Linked DNA regions of Mus musculus: all the other regions are linked to region 1. The links are chromatin contacts, called in public Hi-C and promoter capture Hi-C maps. All regions are on one chromosome and are shown on one strand. Each heading gives the region's core, a stretch centred on a gene start, on an enhancer-like site or on the middle of the called end of the contact. The rest is flanking DNA. Distances are from core to core; before and after follow the strand shown.

The links. Promoter capture Hi-C pulls out the DNA fragments that hold promoters and counts their contacts. A called contact is a pair of places that touch in the nucleus more often than the background predicts.
Region 2: a contact with region 1 is called in a Hi-C map of B cells, with 8 read pairs. The contact joins the promoter of Fbxo7 here to the promoter of Mterf2 in region 1. A contact is called at or near these places in 2 of 39 promoter capture datasets (hippocampal neurons and liver) and 1 of 484 Hi-C or Micro-C datasets (B cells).
Region 3: a promoter capture Hi-C map of embryonic stem cells shows a contact between it and region 1, with 2.8 times the contacts expected there. The contact joins the promoter of Rtcb here to the promoter of Mterf2 in region 1. A contact is called at or near these places in 1 of 39 promoter capture datasets (embryonic stem cells), 1 of 115 datasets of contacts at active chromatin or transcription factors (memory CD8 T cells) and 1 of 9 other capture datasets (adipose tissue).
Region 4: a contact with region 1 is called in a promoter capture Hi-C map of hippocampal neurons, with 5 times the contacts expected there. The contact joins the promoter of Pwp1 here to the promoter of Mterf2 in region 1. A contact is called at or near these places in 3 of 39 promoter capture datasets (embryonic stem cells, hippocampal neurons and liver), 1 of 484 Hi-C or Micro-C datasets (B cells), 1 of 115 datasets of contacts at active chromatin or transcription factors (embryonic stem cells) and 1 of 9 other capture datasets (adipose tissue).
Region 5: a promoter capture Hi-C map of liver shows a contact between it and region 1, with 4 times the contacts expected there. The contact joins the promoter of Platr7 here to the promoter of Mterf2 in region 1. A contact is called at or near these places in 2 of 39 promoter capture datasets (liver and pre-B cells).
Region 6: a contact with region 1 is called in a promoter capture Hi-C map of neural stem cells. The contact joins the promoter of Tcp11l2 here to the promoter of Mterf2 in region 1. A contact is called at or near these places in 3 of 39 promoter capture datasets (hippocampal neurons, neural stem cells and pre-B cells), 1 of 484 Hi-C or Micro-C datasets (CD8 T cells), 4 of 115 datasets of contacts at active chromatin or transcription factors (T-cell acute lymphoblastic leukemia, forebrain, pancreatic cancer cells and 1 more) and 1 of 9 other capture datasets (adipose tissue).

The regions. Positions count from the first base shown.
Region 1 is chr10:85,126,015-85,129,540 of GRCm38.p6, reverse strand. Mterf2 (mitochondrial transcription termination factor 2) reads left to right here and starts at 1,514. Exons shown (of 3, transcript NM_028832.3): 1 at 1,514-1,579; 2 at 3,055-3,173.
Region 2 is chr10:86,020,055-86,023,580 of GRCm38.p6, reverse strand. Fbxo7 (F-box protein 7) reads right to left here and starts at 1,652. Exons shown (of 9, transcript NM_153195.2): 1 at 1,437-1,652. The coding sequence starts at 1,558.
Region 3 is chr10:85,956,281-85,959,806 of GRCm38.p6, reverse strand. Rtcb (RNA 2',3'-cyclic phosphate and 5'-OH ligase) reads left to right here and starts at 2,014. Exons shown (of 12, transcript NM_145422.4): 1 at 2,014-2,192. The coding sequence starts at 2,100. It overlaps Bpifc (BPI fold containing family C), which reads left to right. Exons shown (of 16, transcript NM_177772.4): 16 at 1-116.
Region 4 is chr10:85,870,322-85,873,847 of GRCm38.p6, reverse strand. Pwp1 (PWP1 homolog, endonuclein) reads right to left here and starts at 2,017. Exons shown (of 15, transcript NM_133993.3): 1 at 1,834-2,017. The coding sequence starts at 1,905.
Region 5 is chr10:84,551,399-84,554,924 of GRCm38.p6, reverse strand. It overlaps Platr7 (pluripotency associated transcript 7), which reads left to right and starts at 1,587. Exons shown (of 4, transcript NR_040658.1): 1 at 1,587-1,665; 2 at 2,215-2,277.
Region 6 is chr10:84,574,966-84,578,491 of GRCm38.p6, reverse strand. It overlaps Tcp11l2 (t-complex 11 (mouse) like 2), which reads right to left and starts at 1,545. Exons shown (of 10, transcript NM_146008.2): 1 at 1,480-1,545. It overlaps Gm34515 (a long non-coding RNA gene), which reads right to left. Exons shown (of 3, transcript XR_380644.2): 3 at 3,424-3,526.

The DNA.
Region 1 (3,526 bases), core at 265-2,764:
TCTGAGCCCAGTCACTGGCCACAGTCAGTGTGGCTGAGTTAGCAGCTACTTTTGATCACAGTGCACAGGTTGTGTGGAGCCTTGGTGCAAGCTTCCCACACCATGATTCTCAGTTCTGCGTCCCTCTCCTAACAAGTGATTGCACAGCATGCAATTCCAAGTCTTGACTTTAACACCTATAACTTTCTTTCTTCCCCCCCTTTTTTTTTCAATTGTCTGATGGGGGGTGTGGGTTGGCTTTTGAGACAGTGCCTGAAACTAAACAAAACTGGCCTAGATTACTGTGTAATTCCAGGCTGTCTTTGTCTAATCCTTCCCCATGCTGCGATGTGACCACTTATTCCTTTTCTATACTTGACTGTAGTTTCCTTTTCCCAAGTGAGGATAGCACATCTTAACCATGAATCCCAAATTTTTGTAAGAAAGTGTGCAGTAAAATCCATGAATAGAGTGTTGATGTGCTAAGAAGGGTTATTGGACATAGATCACCTACTCATCTAGGTAGTAGCTGCTCAGTTAATTCCGGAGTAGCCTGAGGATCAGAACTGATCTTTAGGAGTCAGGACTCTGTTCCTCTAAAGCCCACAAAGTGTAAACCACACGGCTGTTTTCAGATATGATTAACATTCTGGAGTTCTTAACTGTGGATCAAGCATTGTTCTTAGCTAAGGACATAATCAGGAGCCTCCACTCCACATGAAGGGGAGGTGTCAACCTGAGTGAGAGACCCTTAGAAAGGTAACGAGGCGGGCTATCAGCCTAGGAAACACCATTTTCCTTGCTCTAACTGCATACAGCACAGGGTGGGCACAGGGGACTCTTTCCTGGGTAGCACTTCACTCTCATTGTGGTTACCACGTTAATGTGTTTCAGTTCCTGTTGCCCTGTCCAAGGTCCTAGCGCTGCAGTTCCGCATGCTTGGTGCTGAGGCGGCAGCCTGTAAATATTTATCTGAAGGATGGATGAAAAAGATTCTGGCTTTTGGTTGGCTGGTTTATGAGTGTGGGCATCACGAATAACTTAGAATGTAAAGCAAAAGGCAGTTTAGCAGTATTTGGGCAAAGTCATCTAGGGGTAAAAAGGATGAATGGCATTTAGGGAATCAGACCTGGTGTTTACCGCAGATGTGAGGGGTTTGTTTTGTTTGGACAGGTCAGGTTTCAAAGTTTTAAACTTGAGAATTCTGAATGGCTCCACATTACAGACAACAGGTTCTGATCTGCCCCTCCTCCCTGCCTCTTTCTCTCAACGAGTTGTAACGTTCTCTAAGGGACAAAGAGACTGAACCACCAGAGTTTGCTGAGACAGAAGCGCCAGGTGGCACTGGTGGCAATAGACCCTGTAGTGTGGCTCACTTATTCCCACGGGAGCCTGTACACAGTGTTCTAATTGGCTACGCTCGGGATGGAGGCGTGACTTCCTGCACATCAGTTTCTCGAGCTCTGATTGGTTACCAGCCAAGGCGAAGCCCTGCCAGTTACCTAGGATCTGTTTCCTGAGTGGAGAGGCCTGCGGAACAGGGTGGGAACTTAGCTCAACGCCCAAGGTCTCTCCGCTGTGCTTGGACTGCTGCCCACAGGTAAGCCACCCTATTTCTCCAGCTCTGGCTGAGCCTCAAGCCTGCCTACCGGGGTCAGGGTTAGCAGCTGCCCACCGAGAACGTCCACACAGGCACTCCACCTCGGAGCACTGAAAAAAGGAGGCTGCACACGTAAATAAGAGGCCACGGTAGCGGTCCTGGCAGGGCCCTTCCTCTGACCAACTTTGTGGTTCTTTGCCTACAAATTGGAATTCACTTGAAACTGTCAGATCAGAACTTAATTGGTTTTATTGAGAGGACTGTTTTAATTATAAAAATGTATTTCTCACCTCAGGATTGCTTGAGAGGATTGCATAAGAGAGCAGACTATGTGACCTTTTTAGCAAGAGCATCATTGTACATAGGACACAAGGCTAAGAGGACTGCCATTCTTAGGTGGGCAGCCTTGGGCAAGCTACACCTGCATCCTGGCCTCATCTTTAAGGGGAACTATGGTTTAATGAGGAGTAGATGTGAGGGCTTTGTTTTGTTTTTTAATACTCTGAACTACTATTAACTCGTTTAACATGATCTTTCACCAAGGAATAGCGTCCCCATGTTCCTGATGCCCACACTGCCCACACAGAAAGGTGATATTACTTCCTAAAAAGTCACAGCTAATTGGAGATTAATTCCAAGGCAGTGTAGCTGCGCTAAAGTAACTCACTTTTGCCCTCTGCATTGTTTCATAGCCTGATTTGTTAATTTGCTGTTATTGCCTTGTGCATCGTGTTCTTTGTTTGCTCATTACAGGAAATAACAGTATTCAGTCTCGGCTCTCCCCTGCATACACAGTCACTATGGGCTGCTCATAGTTCTTGCTAACGCCATTTCTGAAGTGAAAAAGGTGTGGGCCTTCCTTATTTTTTTTTTGTAAAGTCTGTAACTCTCAAGTTCTCAGATGGTCTGTGATCCCAACAGAAATATGAAATGTTTGGCCAGGAGAGCTAGTGCCTACCATCCTGACAGCAGCCTGAGCTTAAAACAAACAAACAAACAAAAAAACAAACAAAAAAACCCTACAAGTTGAATGGACAATTGATAAATATTACTATAAAGTAAAAAAACACACCGGGAACTGCCTGCCCCTCTCTTTCCCAGAGTCAGTGATGGCAGCCCATGAAGGGCAGGGAGACAGTTCATTAGAACACGGTGCTGCAAAGTGGGTTGTGTGGGATAGTGAAGCAGAAACGTGAGGGGTCACAGCCATCCCAGGTGGAGCATTGCAGTCCATGGTGCCGTAAACACCCTTAAAGGGGACATGGGGCTTCATCTATTCTGAAACATCAGAGGCATTTCCTTAAGAAAGTGACGCTTACTTCTGAGAGTTGATTGACAAAAGCACAGTCTTTGGAGACTATGTAGTGGGAACAGAGTCCGCCGGGACTGAGAAGTGACTGGTTTGTGAGGAAGGGAGATGGGAATTCAGGTGGCAGAAAGTCTTTTCTACAAATTATTGTATGTCTGTCCTAAAGTGCCACTGAGGTCTATTGCAGAGAGGTGACAGAATCACATTTTAGAAGCTACAGAGGAGTCCTAAATGGACTGACTGAAGCCCTGGAGAAGGACAAAATCGCTCAGGAGAGACTATAAGGTAAGAAGGAAAGCATATTTATTTGTTTGTACATTTGTTTGTTTTTCACTAGAAAAACTCATTCATTTCTAATGCTTTTAATTAAAATACAATTACATCATTTACACTTCCCAAGTACACACACACTCCATTATTCTCTCTCAAATTCATGGTCTCTCTCATTTCTTTAATTATAATATTTTGGGTTTTTTTTTTTTTTAAACAAGTTGTTACTTTACAGTCCAAACTGGCTTAAAAATACTCTAGGTAGACCAGGCTGACCTAAAACTTATGCGTCAGCCTTCCTAGTGCTGGAATTTCAGGCTACCAAGCCTAAAGATGCACCTGTAGAGGAGACAGAGAAGGGGTGGCCA
Region 2 (3,526 bases), core at 403-2,902, 890 kb before region 1:
TTTTAAAGCTTCTCTTCTGTTCCCTAAATGAACAAAATTTCAGAGAAATGAGTTTACTTTCACAAGCTGAGGCTTAAATTCCATCCACCTAACCAACTGCAACTGTGAAAACAGCATGCAAGAGAAACAGAGCTCTTGGGTTTCCAACCCTTTCAAAACTGCCCTGCTTAACTGAGAAGTAAGACTACTTGTAAATACCTTAAAAATTGAATTCTCAAAGTGTGAGGAGAGATAACTGTTATCAACATTGAAAACACTTGGTTTTACACCAATAAGTAACATGTGGGTAGGTCACCATTATATGGAAATATATATTATATATAATACAGCAACATATTTTCTTTTAATATGAAAAAATGCTCTTTTTTTAATGGTTTGGCTAACATTATTATCTTATTAGACAGGGTCTCACAATGTAACACTGGCTGGTCTGGAACTTGCTATGTAGACCAGGCTGACCTTGAACCCTGCCTCTTCCTCCAGAGCGCTAGAATAAAGGTGTAGCTCAGGCTCACTTAATGGGGGGATGGGAGCAGGGAGGAAGGGTGAAAAAATCTATTCAGGGTCTCACTTTGCTTAACTCCCTACAAATAAAGTGAAAAGGCTTATTTAAAATGCCAATTAATGGGAAACGTTTTTCTTTGAAAATTTTTCCCTTTAGAAGCCCCAGAGCCCATCTTTTTAATTTTTTTTTTCTTCACTAGTTCAAATTTCTAGCTCAGCACTTGAAGTGGGTCGTCCATACAGTTATCTCTCTATGTCCTGAAACTATCTTCTGCAGAAACACAGACGCTTCATCTGCAAAAATTAGTAATAGAACCCCATAAATTAGTAATAGAACCTAATCCTTTTTCAACTTGCCATGAAACTGTAAGCTCTCTAGGGTCATGCCTCTATTCGTGAAAAAAAAGCAACATTCTCACCCAGAGAATGCCCGCTGACAGGCGTACTTCCTGAACCCTTACAGTGAGAAAGTGAGAAAGTTACAGTTAGGTGCAGTCTGCCACTTGCACGCTCAGCTGTTTTTAAAGTTACTGTAGCCTTGGGCAGTGGCACAAATTACAGTGACCTAAGGTGTCAAGACTTTTGTCACCTTGAGCACGATGCTTTTCCGATTTAACCACTGAACTATCCCAACCGCAGAGGTAAACTCAAGTTAACACCGGGAGATTTAACGCAAGCCAAGCTTCCCGAGTTCCCTTCCCGCCCTCGGGGCCGCAGCGACCGAAACCCCGGAAGTGACTACTCACCGGGGAGGACAGCGGCACCCGGGGGAGGCTGGGCCATGGTCTCTCGGAGCCGGACCCCGGCCAGCACCCAGCTGCCGAGCGTCACAGTCACAGGCGCCCAGTGCAGCTACACCCGGGAGGCCCGGGCCTCACGTGACCGCTCGAAGCGCGCCATCCCCCGAGCCCCACGACAGCGACGCGGCTCACCTGAACCCCAACGTGGGCAGCAGGACCTGGCTGAGGTGCGCGCGCAGCTGCCCGAGCGTTGGCTCCGACTCCGGCACCTCGAGCGGCTGGGTCCGCTTCTGAAGCCGCACGCGCAGCTTCATGGCGAGAGTCGGACCGCAAGCTTCGGTCGGCCCCGGGAAGAAACCGAAAGCAAGGAGCTCCGGGCCTGCGCTCCCGAGGAATCCCCAGCGCTCGCCGCTCGGTCGACTACGCCCCCTAGAGCCTTCCGCTCGAGCGGAGGGCCGAGCGCCTGCGCTTCCCTATCGCTGGCTCGGCGCGCGACATCGCCACCTGGAGGCGAGGCGCGCACGGCGCAGGCGCTGGGTTTGCTTGGGCGCACTTGAGTCTCTACGCTTCTGCTTCTGCTTCTGCTGGGGTGAGCGAGTTTGTTCCTTCCCTCCCAGCAAGCAGGATCTTTAGCTCTGGAAGGAATGCTGCCAACAGTGTGGAGACATGACAGACGGCCCTAACCTGATGTCACTGGTTTCCGTGCCCAGAAATGAACTGCTCTATCCCTGTCATTAGAGTGCTCAGACCTGCCTGAGAAATAATGTACACAGGTCCCCTGTGATGACTAAAGAAAGTTAATGTGGAGCCAGGGATCCCTTAAGGGCTGTTGGATGCCTGGGAGGTACTAGAGACCTGCAGGTGAGATAAGAATAGGATAATGGCTGTGAGGATAGTAACTGCTGCCTTTGCTTCTTTAAAACTCACTATCGCTATGGGAAAGGGATGAAATGATCTTTTAATTACTATATAGCGGGAAGGTGAGAAACAACTGAGGAAAGTAAAACAGTTTTCCTGCCCAGCTTGTATTTCGTGGTAAGTTGTAATATACACCTTTCTGATGTCCAATTTAAAACCCCATCTTATCCTTAGTCCCCCTTCCCTATGGAATGCTGTTTGGGCTCTAAAGCTGCCTTCCTTCTGCTAGCAGTAAGCATAAACTCATTTTAATATAAATTTGAATTGAGCCTAAGTCTTTGGTTTCTCCCAATGGATTTGAAGGCCACAACAGTATAGCTCTTCACTTCTCACGATAAATCTTGATAAACCAGACTGCCTCCATCTCAGGCGTAAAAGCCATCTTATAGTAAAGACAAACTAGGTTTCTCAAGGATTGGGCTATGTCCCACCTGTAACCTTAGCTACAAATGGCTCTGTACTGCCCCATGCCTTTATTTTAAAAGGTTATTATGGTGACCCTGTTGTAACCACCTTGCAACCATGTCTTTGTTTCAAGAGGCTGTTATGACCAACTTGGTATGCTTATGTTCTGCTTCGGTAATACATGCCTATTTGCCTGCCAAATCCTCATCTGGAAACCCCCTACTCCTGAACTATTACAATCTTACCTTACCTATGTCCAGCCCATGTATACATACCAAGAAAAGCTTGATTAATTAATTTGGCCATGATGGTTTGGGGTTGATGGTCTTTCTCCTCGAATCTGTGGGACTGATTTTTTTTTTTCCTGTGGGATTAACAGCATTTACTTCCTTTCTTCCTTGGCGCTGCCCTTAGGAACTTGAAGCTGAAGCCAACTCCTTTAGCCCCTTCATGTTACCACAAAATTTAAAGCAGCTTTTAGTTGTTACACAGTGTCTTAGTAAAATCTTTTGCTGCATATCAATTGTCCTCCAAAGCTTACTAACCCACATCAATAAACATTTGTCGACCCACAAATTCTGTAGATTGGGAACTTGGGTACAGGGTGGTTAGGTAATTCTGTCTCAGGGTCTCTTGCCAGAGCTGCCTGAAGACTTGACTACACATATCATCAAACGATTGGCCCCAGTTTTTCACAGATTTTTTTTTTCCAGAAATCTACTTGAATGTCCACATAACATGATAATTGGATTCCCTGAGAGTAAGCGACCCAAGCATTACCAAGACAGAAACTGTGAAGTCTTTTACAACATAGCCTCAGAAGTTACATATTTATTTCCATCTTTTTTTTTTTGCTACAAGCCAACATTTTAGTATAAGAATATCAAACCAAAAGCATGAATACTGATAAATAAATCAGATTGGTTTGAGACTGGTTGTAATAGAAAACCAATCTTTAT
Region 3 (3,526 bases), core at 765-3,264, 830 kb before region 1:
TTATGTTTACTATTACTGTCCTGTGCTTAATTAAAATTGTTTTCTAACGATGTCAGAATCTATGTGTGAAAGCTCCTGTCCTGAATTTATTTTAATAAAATATGACAGAAAAATGGAAAAGACTTAATTTTTTTAAAACTTCGGCAAAGACTGAAGTTCTACAAACACCAATACTAAAAGGGAGCCGAGAGCCCCTTAAATCTTTCCTATGGTTGTCCTGTGTCATTTGTTTATGTTTGTGGATGTGTCCTTTCAGTGATTGGATGAAATGAGGGCTGGAGAGATGGCTCAGCAGTTTAGAACATTGACTGCTCTTCCAGAGGTCCTGAGTTCAATAACCAGCCACCACACGGTAGCTCACAACCATCTGTAATGGGATCTGAGGCCCTCTTCTGGTGTGTCTGAGGACAGCTACAGTGTACTCACATAAATAAAATAAATAAATCTTTTTTTAAAAAGATTGACTGAAATGGTAGTGCAGCTTATTAAACCTAGGCAGTTCACAGTTGACATTAGTGTCATTAATCAGCAGGGTGAGACTGGACAGGGGAGCAGGAGAGTGGGACAGCCAGGGTGGATATGTAAAAATGAACAGAAACCACACCCTTTGCTTAACTCCTTAGGTTACTGGGGGATAGAAGAGGGCTGTATAAGTACTTAACATCCTGGTCTAGTTACTCCTCCAGTTTCATGTCTGTGACCTTCAGAGCCACTATGAATAATTATGATCCCATTTCATAGAAGTGAAAACAGAGGAATGTATCACACAAAGGTGGTAATGGCATAGGCGGAACCTGAACCCAAGTCTTCCTGATTGCTATGGTGGTGTTTTTCACAGGGTAGGACTATCCTGCAAATCACTGCCAGCTTTCTTATCCCAAGAGCAAGAGTCAATTAAGTTTAAAGGTACAGACACAGGACACAGTCCAAACAAAGCTATGGAACACAGTGATCCCTGAAAGAGGGATTTATCCATCTTTGTAGGGAATTGCTGGCCAGAGCAGATTTCCTTCACAAGCATTTGTAGAAATAAATGATACAGTGTTGTGATATGCTTCTTTTGGATGCTCATTTTGTAATGGAGTGTTTGTTGTACATCTTCAATCTCATTCTGATACATTGCAAACGTCATTAGTATTTTATCTTGCTCAGCTGTTTCACTAATGTTCATGGGGCATGAACTCCAAACTGTATGTTCTATATAGCAGTTGACCTGATCCAGGGTGAAGAGGTTTCAGGAGCAGCTCAAAAACATTCTTAAAGCAGTATGTCTTCAATAGCAGCAGTCAGGAGACATTGGCAAGGGTATCTGTGAGAGTTCGAAGCCAACCCGGATACATAGGCTCACCAAGGCTAAGTATCGAGATCTTACTTTAAAAAAGGGGGGGGGGTGAAGGGAGGGAGGGAGAGAGAAAGGGGGAGGGGGGAAGAAAGGAAAAAGAGAGAGAAAGAAAGAAAGAAAGAAAGAAAGAAAGAAAGAGGGGAAGAAAGAAAGATAGAGGGAAAGAAAGAAAGAGGGGAAGAAAGAAAGAGGGGGAGAAAGAAAGAAAGAAAGAAAGAAAGAGGGAAAGAAAGAAAGAGGAAAAGAAAGAAAAGGAAAGAAAGAAAGAAAAAAGGAAGGAAGGAAGGAAGAAAGACAGACAGACAGACAGACAGAAAGAAAGAAAGAAAGAAAGAAAGAAAGAGGGAAAGAAAGAAAGAGGGGAAGAAAGAAAGAAAGAAAGAAAGAAAGAAAGAGGAAAAGAAAGGAAGAAGGAAAGAAAGGAAGGAAAGGAAGGAAGGAAGAAAGAAGAAAGAAAGAAAGAAAGAAAGAAAGAAAGGAAGAAAGGAAGGAAGAGAGAGAGAGAGAAAGAAAGAAAGAGGGAGAGAAAGAAAGAGGGGGGGGAAGTGCAAGTGAAGACTAGCGCTGTAATTCATTGTAACGAGATGATCAGGACTCGCGCGAAGAGTTTTGAGCCTCGGCGCTTGCCATCTTCCCTCCTGGAGCGGAGCTGGTCGCGCCTGCGCCCTGAGAGGCGGCGCTGCGTGGAGCGGGTGGACTGCGGGGTGGTTTCTCTTTCTAAGCGTAGCCAGGAGCTATCGCTGGCCTCGCCGCCACCATGAGTCGTAACTACAACGATGAGCTACAGTTCTTGGACAAGATCAATAAAAACTGCTGGAGGATCAAGAAGGGCTTTGTGCCCAACATGCAGGTGAGTTGGGGCAGCGGCCTTGGGAGCTGCAGGCCGCGACTCCGCCGCGAACCGGCGGCCTCCGCCCAGCGCAGGGCTGCGGGGTTCCAGGTCTCCCTCCTCTGCAGACTGCACGCGCCAGGTCCACACACACGAGGACAGACGGACGCAGCGTGGGGGCTCACGCGTGTTTTCCCCACGCACCATCAGACACGGTGTTCCTGGTCTTCCGAGATTTCTGTGGACTTTCCCAAGTTGGCACCGCCAGCCAGGAACTCTGTTTCTCTTGAGTCCTGATATTTAGTTAACGTTTACAGATGGCATTCTCCAAACTTAACTGGGTTTTAACGTAACGACAATCGGCATGATTCGAGCTTTTAATATGCTCTTGGCGGAGGACCCCCGAGTTGGTGGGTAACTTATCTGTACCCATCTAGGAAGACAACCCTGAATTCGTATCGAGTCCACTTCTCTCAGCCTGAATGATGTGTTTCAGCTGAAGGCTTGGGAGCCAGAGACCAGGATCTGAAACCCTGGGCCTGCTGTCGCCACCGCCGTGTGTACTCGAAAGTTCCGATAAACGTTGAGGAAGAAAACACTTGTGAGGTTTTGGCACATGTGTTAAGTGACACCGTCTCATAAATGCCATGAGAATGCAATAAAGATTTGCAGTCCTTTGTCTTAGTAAAAAGTTTCTGATAGGCTTCGCTTGGTGGCTCGGGCCTATAATCCCTGGAGGCTGGGAAATGGAAGATCCATTCAGGACTGGTTACACAGAGAAGCCTTGCACCACTTTGCAAGGTATACTAGGGAGAAAAAGTCCACAGCAGTGAAACAGTATTTTCCTTTGTTGTGTGGAAGAAGGGAAGGCTGGTTGGTAGAGTCTTGCTAATTTATTAAGTGACACATGAAAATTGTACATTATATCCGTGTGTGTGTGTGTGTGTATAATATATATACGCATATATTATATACATATATATTATACACACATACATATTATATATATATATATATATGATGCTTTTTATAATGCGTAAGTTATATAATAGCAAAATCATGATAGACATATCGCCTCAGAAATTTGTGAGCAGTTTTTCCGTTTTGAAGATCGTTGATTAGATTTTACGGGTTGGACATTTCCAGTTTAAACCCAGATCTAAAATGCTCTAAGATCCTTTTAGATTGTGACTGGAAGTTTTCCTCTTAAAAGACGCAACGTGGCAGCTTCATGCAGAATGAAGCACTTTGTGTGGTATAGACGTTCATGCAGAATGAAGCACTATGTGTGGTATAGACGTTCATGCAGAATGAAGCGCTATGTGTGGTATAGACGTTCATGCAGAATGAAGCGC
Region 4 (3,526 bases), core at 768-3,267, 740 kb before region 1:
AACCCCCATCTTCCTCCACCCATTCCAACCTTGAATTCCAGCTCTATTTTCCCCACTTCCAGTAACATTTCCCATTTGGCTATCTTTTGTTCTAATGAAGTTCAAAACTAAGGCCACTCTCTTCAAAACTGGCATTCCCTCACCTAAATAGTGAGTCAGTACCTTTAAGGCACATAACAAGAAGGCAGTGGGGGTGGGGGGTGGGGTGGAACACATGCCTTTAATCCCAGGGGAGGCAGAGGCAGGCGGATCTCTCTGAGTTCAAGGCTACCTGGTCTACAGAGTGAGTTACAGAACAGCTACACAGAAAAAACCCTGTCTGGAGAAAAGACCAGACCAGACCAGACCAGACCTAACACTTCTGTATTAAGCTTGTAAAGGCCAACACTAGTTGGGTATTGTTTATTTACTTAAGCCCGCAGTGTGGGTTGGCCATAATGGCAACACTCCACATGAAGGTAAATCAACGGCTCAGTTTCTACTAAAGAGCCTCCAGATCTTCAGTGGCTCACACCTATAACTCTAGTATTTAGGAGGCTGACACGGGAGGATTGCCATAAGTCTGAGGCCACAGCGGGCTACAGAGTGAGACCTGGTCTCCAAAACAACAACAAAAAACGTTGAGATAACAAGAATCTCCCTGAGAATGACATTCAATTCTGCCTGAGAAAGATCCAGAAATTAAAGACTGAAAAACTCCGGGGAAGGCCGGAGGTCAGTCGGTAAAGCTTTTGTTGAGCAAGCATGTGGATCTAAGTTCCATCCCAGAAGCCACTCAAAAGCTGGGTGTAGTGTAGGGGACACCTGTAATCCCAGCACTAGGGACTACAGAGACGAGAATTTCTGGTGCCTTGGCCAGCCACTCTATCTCGATTGACTAACGCTGGGTTCAATCAGACAGCGCACACATACACAAACACATGAACATGGGCATACATACATACACATACACACACACAAAGGTATTTGTATTGCTTGGGGTTGGGGCATGACAACTAGGGATTTTTAAGACTCTCTTAATACTTCGAAAGCTGTGTATGGCCCTTTTAAAATGAAAACAATTTTCTTTTGGAGAATTTTTAATAAGGCAAGTGTTGTCCCTATCCTATAAATATACACTGCTTGCTTGCTGTTGGCAAAACACCAGAGAAAACAGTGACTAAACACTACCTGCACTCTGGTAGAATTTACACCTATAAGGAGTATTTCCATCCCTCACCGCATGTAAATTCATGTCGAGGCCACTCCCACGTCTATCACATATCGAGTTGTCACTACTCAGACAATTACACCCATAGCAACCCCTTCACTTCTTTTAGGACACTTACAACCCCTGACATCCCGAAAGTCAAGAACAGGGCTTTGCCCTATATCGCTCCAACATATCCCGGAACTCCAGGCTCCGCTTGGCTTGCAGAAAACACTGTGTAATGAACAAAACCGCCTGAGTAACCGGCTTCCTTTGCCACGGTCTCCAGCTTTTGTACAACTTCCTTCATACTGTGTTACACTGACACCTTGTTCTCTCTGCCCCATAACGTTTTATCCGGATCACCGTAAGAAACTCGTAACAAGCAAACACCCCCGCCCCTTCCCAGTGCACAAAAAGTCCACGTGTTCGTGCATCTCAGGGATGGGATCGGGGTTCCCGCTCCGGGCAGGGAAGGGGCGCGCGGTCTCTGCTCGCCCGGGTCACCGGAGCCACACCTCACATGGCTACAGTCCCGGCCAACCTGGCAGGTCCCATCGCGTGGCTCCTGCTGGGCGCGTGCTGCCCCAGACGGGGCCGAGCCCACGGCCATGCCGTGGCATCTCCCCATACACAGGCCTCACCTTGTCTGGAGTCTCTTTGGCCACGCCGCGGCGGACCCAGGCCACGCAGGTCACTTGGCGGCTGCGGTTCATGATCTTCGGTTTGAACCCGGCGCAGGTTGGAGCCCTGGGAGCTGGGAGACACTACTCTTGAGCTCCGCGGAGGGGAACAACGCGCAGGCGCGGGCGCTCGCTGACGTCACTCGCAGGCGCCAAGGGGAAGGGGAGGGGAATTTGCATGAGATGGGCGGGGCCGTATGCAAATCTACGACTGCTTCCTGTGGAGTTTCTATCTCCTTCCTCCTATTCTTCCATAAGAGTTCCCAAGCTCCATCCACTGTTTGGCTGTGTCTGTATCTGTCTGAATCAGCTACTGGGGGGAGCCTCTCAGAGAACAATATGCTTCTGTCTGCAAGCATAGCAGAGTTTCATTAATAGTGTTAGGGATTGGTGCTTGCCCACTGGACGGGTCTCAAGTTGAAATGGTTATTGGTTGGCCATTCACTCAGTCTCTGCTCCCTCCCCTATGCCAGCATTTCTTGTAGACAGGATAAATTTTGAGTTGAAAGTTTTGTGGGTGGGTTGGTGTCTCTATTGGAGTTCCATTCTGGATACAGGAGATGGCCTCTTCAGGTTCCACATCCCCAATGAGAGTCACAGCTAAGGTCACCCCCCACTGATTCTTGGGAGCCTCCCTTATCCCAGGCCTTTGTCTCGTCCTGGAGATGCAGGTTTCCCCCCACTTTGCAGATTTCCATTCATTTTCATGGCCATATAGCTATCTCTCCTGTTCTTCTCCATGCCTGATCCTGAATCCCCCATTTCCCCTCTCTCCCAGTTCCCTCCCTCCATCAGCCTCTTATGACTATTTTATTCCCTCTTCTAAGTGAGATTCAAGCTTCCTTGATTGAGTCTTCCTTCTTGTTTAGTTTCTTTGGTTCTGTGAAGTGGACCATGGTACCTGTATTTTATGGACAATATCCACTTATCACTGAGTACACACCATGCATGCCCTTTTGGGACTGGGTTATCTCACTCAGGATGATATTCTCAAGTTCCATCTATTTGCCTGCAAAGTTCATGATGCCTTAGGTTTTAATAGTTGAATAGTATTCCATTGTGTAGATGTACCATGCCTTTATCCATTCTTCAGGTGAGGGATATCTAGGTTGTTTCCTGTTTCTGGCTATTACAAATAAAACTGTTATGAACATTGATGAACAAGCATCTTTGTGGGATGATGGAACATCTCTTGAGTACATGCCCAGAAGTGGTATGGCTGGGTCTTGAGTTTTCTGAGAAACTGCCAAGTTGATTTCCAAAGTGATTGTATAAGTTTGTACTCCCACCAGCAATAAAGACTGCTCCCCTTGCTCCACATCCTCACCAGCATATGCTATCTCATGAGTTTTTTTTTTTTATCTTAGACATTCTGATGGATGTAAGGTGGAACCTTAGAGTTGTTTTGATTTGCATTTCCCTGATGATTAAGGACTTTGAACATTTCTTGAAGTGCTTCCCTGCCATTTGAGATTCCTCTGAGAATTCTCTGTTTAGCTCTGTACGCCATTTTTTAATTGGGTTATTTGGATTGCTGGTGTCTGCCTTCTTGAGTTCTTTGCAAATTTTGGATACTAGCCCTTTGTCAGATGTATGGTTGGTGAAGATCCTTTCCCAATTTGTCCTAATAACAATGTCCTTTGCCTTACAGAAG
Region 5 (3,526 bases), core at 338-2,837, 570 kb after region 1:
AGGAACCGGTTCTGCTGCAGTGAATGCCCCTTTCATCCAACTAGGCACCTGCTGAGCCAGGAGGCTGGGACCAGTGTGAGCTGGAGAATTCCAGACTTGAGAGAATACAGACTTTAATCAAGTTCTTGCACACATGCATTTGCAAATGCACGTAGAGCAATGGGAGGGAGGAAGTGGGAGGGCCCAGGGAGGCACTCCACCCAGCAGAGCAGCCAAGGGGAACACATTTCCTAGCATCCGTGCCCCAGAGTTTGCTTTGGTTTGGTTTTCACGAGGCTATCTAAGTTCACTCTGAAGCTGTCTAAATTTCTCTTCAGTTCCCCAATGTCTCTGACCATATCTATGTATTTAGACTGCCTTCTAAGTGAGCGTGGGGGATGTTTCCATAGAGACTGAAGAAGGGCTGCTGTTCCATCTATAACAGTCTCCCCTAGGGCCTATGACCTCCAGGACCATAGGCTTTTGACCTTGTTTATAGTAGCAGACATGAATTTCCTCCTGTGGTGCAGGCCTCACAGCCAATCAGAGAGCAGTTGTTTGCTTTCATAGCATCATGTCACTATTGCCTGCATAGGCACATAGGACCAGAGACGGGAAGGTAGACCATCTCAATGTACAAGTTCATGGAGTCTGAAGTGGCTAGGATAGTAAACTTCAGAAAAGATGTTTCCAAGCAACTTGTGGAGATCTTGGGTAAGGCCTTAAATTTCCTCAGGACACTGATTTTGAAATTTTAGTGTGTTTTATCTCGTCATGTGGAGAGACTGAAGCTGGAAGGAAAGGGAGAAGGAAAGAGGGGAGAGAGAAGAGAGAAGGTGACCTTCCCTCCCCAGGCTGCAGAGAGGAACTGGTACAACTAGTTTATTGCACTTCACTTTACTGTCCTCTTAAGATAATTTCATTTTCAGAGAATTGTTTCATTTTTATTAACATATATTAATTATACATGTTAATGGCATCCAGTGTGACATTTCCACACATGCATGCAGTGTGCACTAATGAAACCCAACCTCTATTCACATCTCCCCCAACCTCTCTCTGTCCTGTCCTCTGTGTGTGTGATTGTGTATGTGTGTTATATGTGTGTGTAGTATGTAGGTATTTGCATGTGTGTGGACACACATGTGTGGAAACATGCACATGTATGCGTACATATGTGGAGCTTAAGGTTGATGTCTAGAATCAGTTTTAACCATTCTTTCACCATATTCTTTGAGGCAAGGGCTTTTAATCATATCCAGAGAGTACTGGTGGGAAACCTCGCTAGCTAGCTAGCTCTGGGGCTTCCTAGCTCATTTAGGAACAACAGTAGTAGCTTCTCCTCTAGGGCCTATGACCTCCTGGGCCATGGGCTTTTGACCTTGTTTACAGTAGCAGATATGAATTTCTTCCTGTGGTGCAGGCCTCAAGTCCAATCAGAGAGCAGTTGTTTACCTCTATAGCAACCATGCCATGACTGCATGCACAGGCATGTCTTGCCTGGCAGACCAATAGTATGGCATATAGTGTACACAGGTATGTAACACAGTTGGTAGCCTTAACAACTCCCCCATGCCCAAACCCCAGCCACCTGCACATCACTTTCCAGCACTATTGAAGAGAGCAAGTCAGGGGAGACATTCCAGCTCAATTCCAGCTCGGTTTCATCATGCTTACAACTACCAGGTGTGGTGTTTTCTGCAATAGGATCTTGTTGTGGACATTCTTATTTATGGCTGAATGATATTTTGTTGTGAACATAGATCACATTTTCTTTATCTATTAAAGGGCCCTTAGGGTCACTTAGTGTCTTAGCTATTATGAATACTGTCATGATTAAACATGGGCATGTAGACATCTTGTTGATACTCTGTTTTAGTTGTCTTTGGATATATACTCAAAAGTGGGAAAGCTAGGTCATATAAAGATCAAGATTTTAGGGAACCACAATGGGAGCTGGAGAGATGGCTCAGCGGTTAAGAGCACTGACTGCTCTTCCAGAGGTCCTGAGTTCAATTCCCAGCAACCACGTGGTGGTTCACAACCATCTGTAATGGGATCTGATGCCCTCGTCTGGTGTGTCTGAAGACAGCTATAGTGGACTCACATACATAAAATAAATAATAATTTTTAAAAATCTTAAAAATTAAGAATCACAATGGACATTCATTCTATATGTTTCTCTACCTTCTCTCTTTTGATGCTTACCACCTTTTTGGTTTTTGTTTTTGGTAGTCATTCTGAGAGGAGATAGAATCTCATTGTGGCTTGTATTTGCATTTCTCTGGGCTAAAGATGGTAAGTATTTTTTTCTATTAGTTCCAGACTTGTATTTCTTCTTTTGAAAAGTATCTGTTCAGATAATTTGCTTATTTAGAAACAGTGTTACCTAGATTTTGTTATCAGGTTGAAAATTGTGATTTTTTTTTTTAAGTGAAAGGTTTGGGAACCGTGCATCTTCCAAGGCAGGTCTACCAGTGCCATTTCCCGTAAAGCAGTTTACCAGAGCCATTTCCCATAAGGCATGTTCTCATTTAATTTTGTGTTACAATTTGGTTATTCTCATAATATTTCAAAATTTTCATCAATATTAGCGTGTTATGGGGCTCTGTGATTAGAGTCTTTGAAGATAATATTGTGAATGTCAAAATACCAACACTGACAGGAGCTCAGAAGACTGCAGACAGTATCATAGGATGTAGGCTCGGCTAAAACAGAGCCCGAGAGAATACTGAAAGCAGTTTCAGCCTGGGTAACATTCAATGAGCTAGCCAACCCTAACCCTGTGGTGGTCTGAATAGGTTTGCTGCCTCCCCCCACCCCCCTCTAGACTCATGTCTTTGAATGCTTGGCTCACAGGGAGTGGCACTATTAGGAGGTGTGGCCTTGTTAGAGGAAGTGTGTCACTGGGCTTTGAGGTTGGCTATGCTCAAGCTCTGCCCAGTGTGGAAATCAGAGCCTCTTCCTGGCTGCCTGTGGAAGAGTCTCCTGTTGCTGCCTTTGGATCAAGATGTAGAACTCTTGGCTCCTCCAGCATGGTGTCTGCCTGGACCCTGCCATGCTTCCTGCGGTTATGATAAGGGACTGAATGTCTGAAACTGTAAGCCAGTCCTAATGAAATATTTAAGAGTTGCCTTGGTCATGGTGCCTCTTCACTGCATGAAACCCTAACAAAGACAGCAACATTGCCTGCTGCAGAAGTGTCTGTTGTGAAAAGGAAGAGTCTCCATGACGTCCTACAAGGCTGGCTGTAAACTATGGGTCTAAATGAACCTTCCTTCATGAAACTGCTGTTGCCAGACATTCTATCACAGCAACAGGATCCCACTGGCAAGTTATTTGAAGAAATTAACACAGCTACTTCAACCTTCATCAACCACCACCCTGATAAGACAGTAGCCATCCACACTGTGTCAAGATCCCCACCAACACAGAAGGCTCTGGTGATTCATAGTGATTATCTTACTTGCTTAAACTGTTAGGCACTGTATGATTACACACTTGATGGGCTATGGCATGGTGTAAACATACATTGTGTGGACACTGA
Region 6 (3,526 bases), core at 296-2,795, 550 kb after region 1:
GCAAGACTGAGCTCTGACGGAAAAAATTTGCAGATGCCAGACAATTTCCATCCTCGATCAAACCGTGCTTTAGCACCAGGCTAGAGTAAGGCAAAAAACACAGCACGGAGAGAACAGTACTGGTCCTCATCGAGTCTTTGCCCGCCTCGGAGAGCTAGACAAAAGCCAACAAGCCAGCCACTGTCTAAAAGGCAGATGCCCGTGCTCCACGTGTCATTACAGCATTGGGAAGGATTTCTAAGCACTTTTTATCCTGGAAAGCGTTGCCCCCGCCCCCCCCCCATCCCTGATGCCTAGTTTAACACCTGTGCTGCACACCCGGGGGGTAAGGCGCCCTTCAGCCCTGGGTCACTTCAAGTGGAGCAATGTATGAAATCCATGGGGGTAGGAAAAAGGCAGAGTAGACGGGGCGGGGTGGAGGTGGAGGTGGGATGGGGACTCCTAGCCCAGGAACCAGTGTAAGAACTGGTTGAAATTATCAGTTGGGAGGTAGGTTAACTAAGAGCTGAGAGCTGAACACCACCTTGTGCTGAGCAGCCCACTAAGGACAAAGACAAGTTGCCTGGTTTCTTTACCGTTAAGGTACCAAGACAACGATGAAAGAGGGAGGTTCCATTCTCACTGGAACCACTCAAGTGTTTCTACTCTGCTTGTAACGGTAGTTTAACAAACCCTTCTTTGTTGACTGGATTCTTGTGTTTAAACACATGATTTGGGCTTCTTGTGGTTGGGGGAGGACAGAACCTACAGTCCTGTAAAGTGCTCTACCACAGAACTACAGTCCCAGTCTAATAAACGCATTTTAGAAGTAAACATTGCGAAATCGCTCATTTAATGGAAGTTTTTCCTCTTGTACTAACGTAAACACATAACTGTGTCATCCACGTGCCACCGAATCTCGTTGCTATGTTTTGTGGCGCCACCCAAAGCAAGGCAAAGCAAGGGTCTGAGAAGGCAAGGGTCTGACCCAGATGTGACCTGAGCTGGCCTCCTGGACAGTCAAGTCCAACGGAAGTCCCAGGAGTCCTGCCCGCTCGCCCACGTTCTCTGCTCGCCCCTCCCTCTAGCAGCACCACGTTTCCTGTCAAAACAAACGTTTGGGGGAGGGGACTGCCGGGACAGAACCCAGCTCTCGAGAAACCCAGCAACAAGACCCAAACATAGGGCCGAGGCCCAGCCGGGCCCCACCGCGGCTCAGTCCCACTCCTCCAGGGACGAGGGATTGGGGACCTGACCGCACGGGGAGCCCAGAGCGTCTCGCGCCGTTGAGCACAGTCGCTGGCACGCACCCAAAGGGATGTCATCACGACCAAGCGGCCCCGGCAGAGCCTGGGCCACCACTGCCACCGTGCCCCACTTCAAGCCTTGACTCCGAGGTCAAATGTCCCGAACTCGGAGGGCACAAGGAGCCCTCCCGCTGCCATAAGGAGACGCGGTCCCCTCAGATCCCACGGCCCCTCCCCTGGGATGGGTACGCACCCCCGGATCCCGCGTAGAGACTCGAGGAAAGCTAGGTGGCGGGGGTCGCGGGGCTCTGCGTATCCCCCCTCAACCAGCGTCGCAGACAAGGGGAGACTCAGCAGTCTGTCAACTCTGGAGCCCCCCCGCAGCCCCACGCGGTATTTAAAGGGCCCAGAGGTACTCCCTGGGCGCGACCATTCGGGAAGGAACTGGAGGGGGACTATAGCACCGCGGCGCCAGAATCCAGGGCAGGGTTCTGGCGAAGATCCCTAAATTCTTGAAGAGTCTGTCTACAAAAACCATAGCTTTCTCACGTTTCTATCGTGAAGGCTGAAGAAGGCTCAGACAGAAAGCCATTTGCACACGAGAAATGTGTGCTCCCTATATTCAGTGGTGGTACGGTCCGGACCGCCAGGGGCGGGGAGAGGAGTGAACACGGAATTGGGGCAGCCTACGGCCGGGAGCGCCTGGGCTGCTGTAGGGCCTAAAGCGTTCGGAGGCGGGGCCTGGCTGTGTAAGGGCGGGGCCTAAGTGCAGCGGGTGACGCCCCCAATCCTGTTTCTTTCAGTTTACCAGGTAGGATGAAATGGACTAACTCCAACCGAACGGACAGACTTCTGGTGTCCGCTCGCGGCAGTAATATAAAAACACTACATGCCCACCTTCACAATGGCCACACACACCGGGCCAAGCGAGTCAACAACATTCCAAACAGGCTGTCCCACGCACATCAGCGTCCAACCGCGTCATCCACACGTGTCAACATGTTCTTGTAAACACGGGTCCTGATTTGCCCCTTGAATTGGACGATTGGTTTCTGGGAGCCACACCTACCTAAGCTCTCCGAAGGCTTCGCCTGTGCACAAAGATAAAGTGTCTTACTTCTTCTAAGGGTTCTTTGGCGGCGCTTATCTTGGGGAGAGTTTTCAACCAGGCTTAATGTAAATAAGTGCTGGGAGGGGCTCTTGTGTGGTCAGGCTTACTAAGCATAACTTCTCGTGAGCTTGCTTCTGGGCATAAAGAAACAGAACCACTATTTTGCCAGGTACAAGTTGGTATTACTTGTGGGTAGCGTCATACAAAAAAAATAAATGAACTTTATATAAGCTGAAATATTCCTGTTTAGGACTAAAATCATATCGGATTGTGGAGGCAAATTGTCTACTATCATTCTAGAAAGAAGAAAACCAAAAGCAGACAATAGTTTAAAGCAAGATAGAAATACAATTGTACAGCATGGACTGGTCTGAGGTTATAACCAAGTCCCTAACATTTGCCTACCCAAGAGATCTTCTTGTTCAGTGGGATAAGAATGGAACTAAAGCACTCTTAGAAGCTCACTGTTAGCTACTGAACCTAGTTGGCAAGTTATTCTGAACAAGAAAACCTACCTAGAGATTTGTATCCATTTGTATCTGTCACTCTAGAAATTACACAACCTAAAGTGGAGCCACGGCTGCTAAGAATCCTTGCTGCTCTATCATGAGGACCACAGGCAATTTCAGATCTCATCATCCACACTGGACGGCTCTCAAACACTGTAGAACACTCTAGTTCTAAAGGATGCAGTGCTGTCTTCTGGACTCCTCCACACACAAGCACACACAGCCATAGCGCATGTACACTCTCCCACAAAGAGGGACATTCACCTCAATGGTAAAAGAAATCTTAAAAAGGCAGTAAAATATACAACCTGCTACAGATCAAGAGATTAAAGAGAAAGTGCTGCTGTCACCCAGGCTCTTTCCCATAAACCCACTGTTATTTATAATATCACTTGCTGGAATAAACAGATGTCAGAAGCCCCCAGTCTCAAGGCTTGCCAAACAACCGCCGCCACCCAACTGCTCTACAAACCTCCACAGCAAAAAGATTAACCAAAAATATTTCTAAATTCCTGGTGGCCATGTAACAATGACACATGAAAACAGTGTGTGCTTTGCAAAGCTTCCTACTAACCTGCTAAGTGTTGTGCTGTGTCATTAACTAGGAGCAGGTGAGCATAAATCAGCACAGTTGTCCAGTCACCCTGGGTGACTAACCCATTTTGACACTTCTTTTGAAA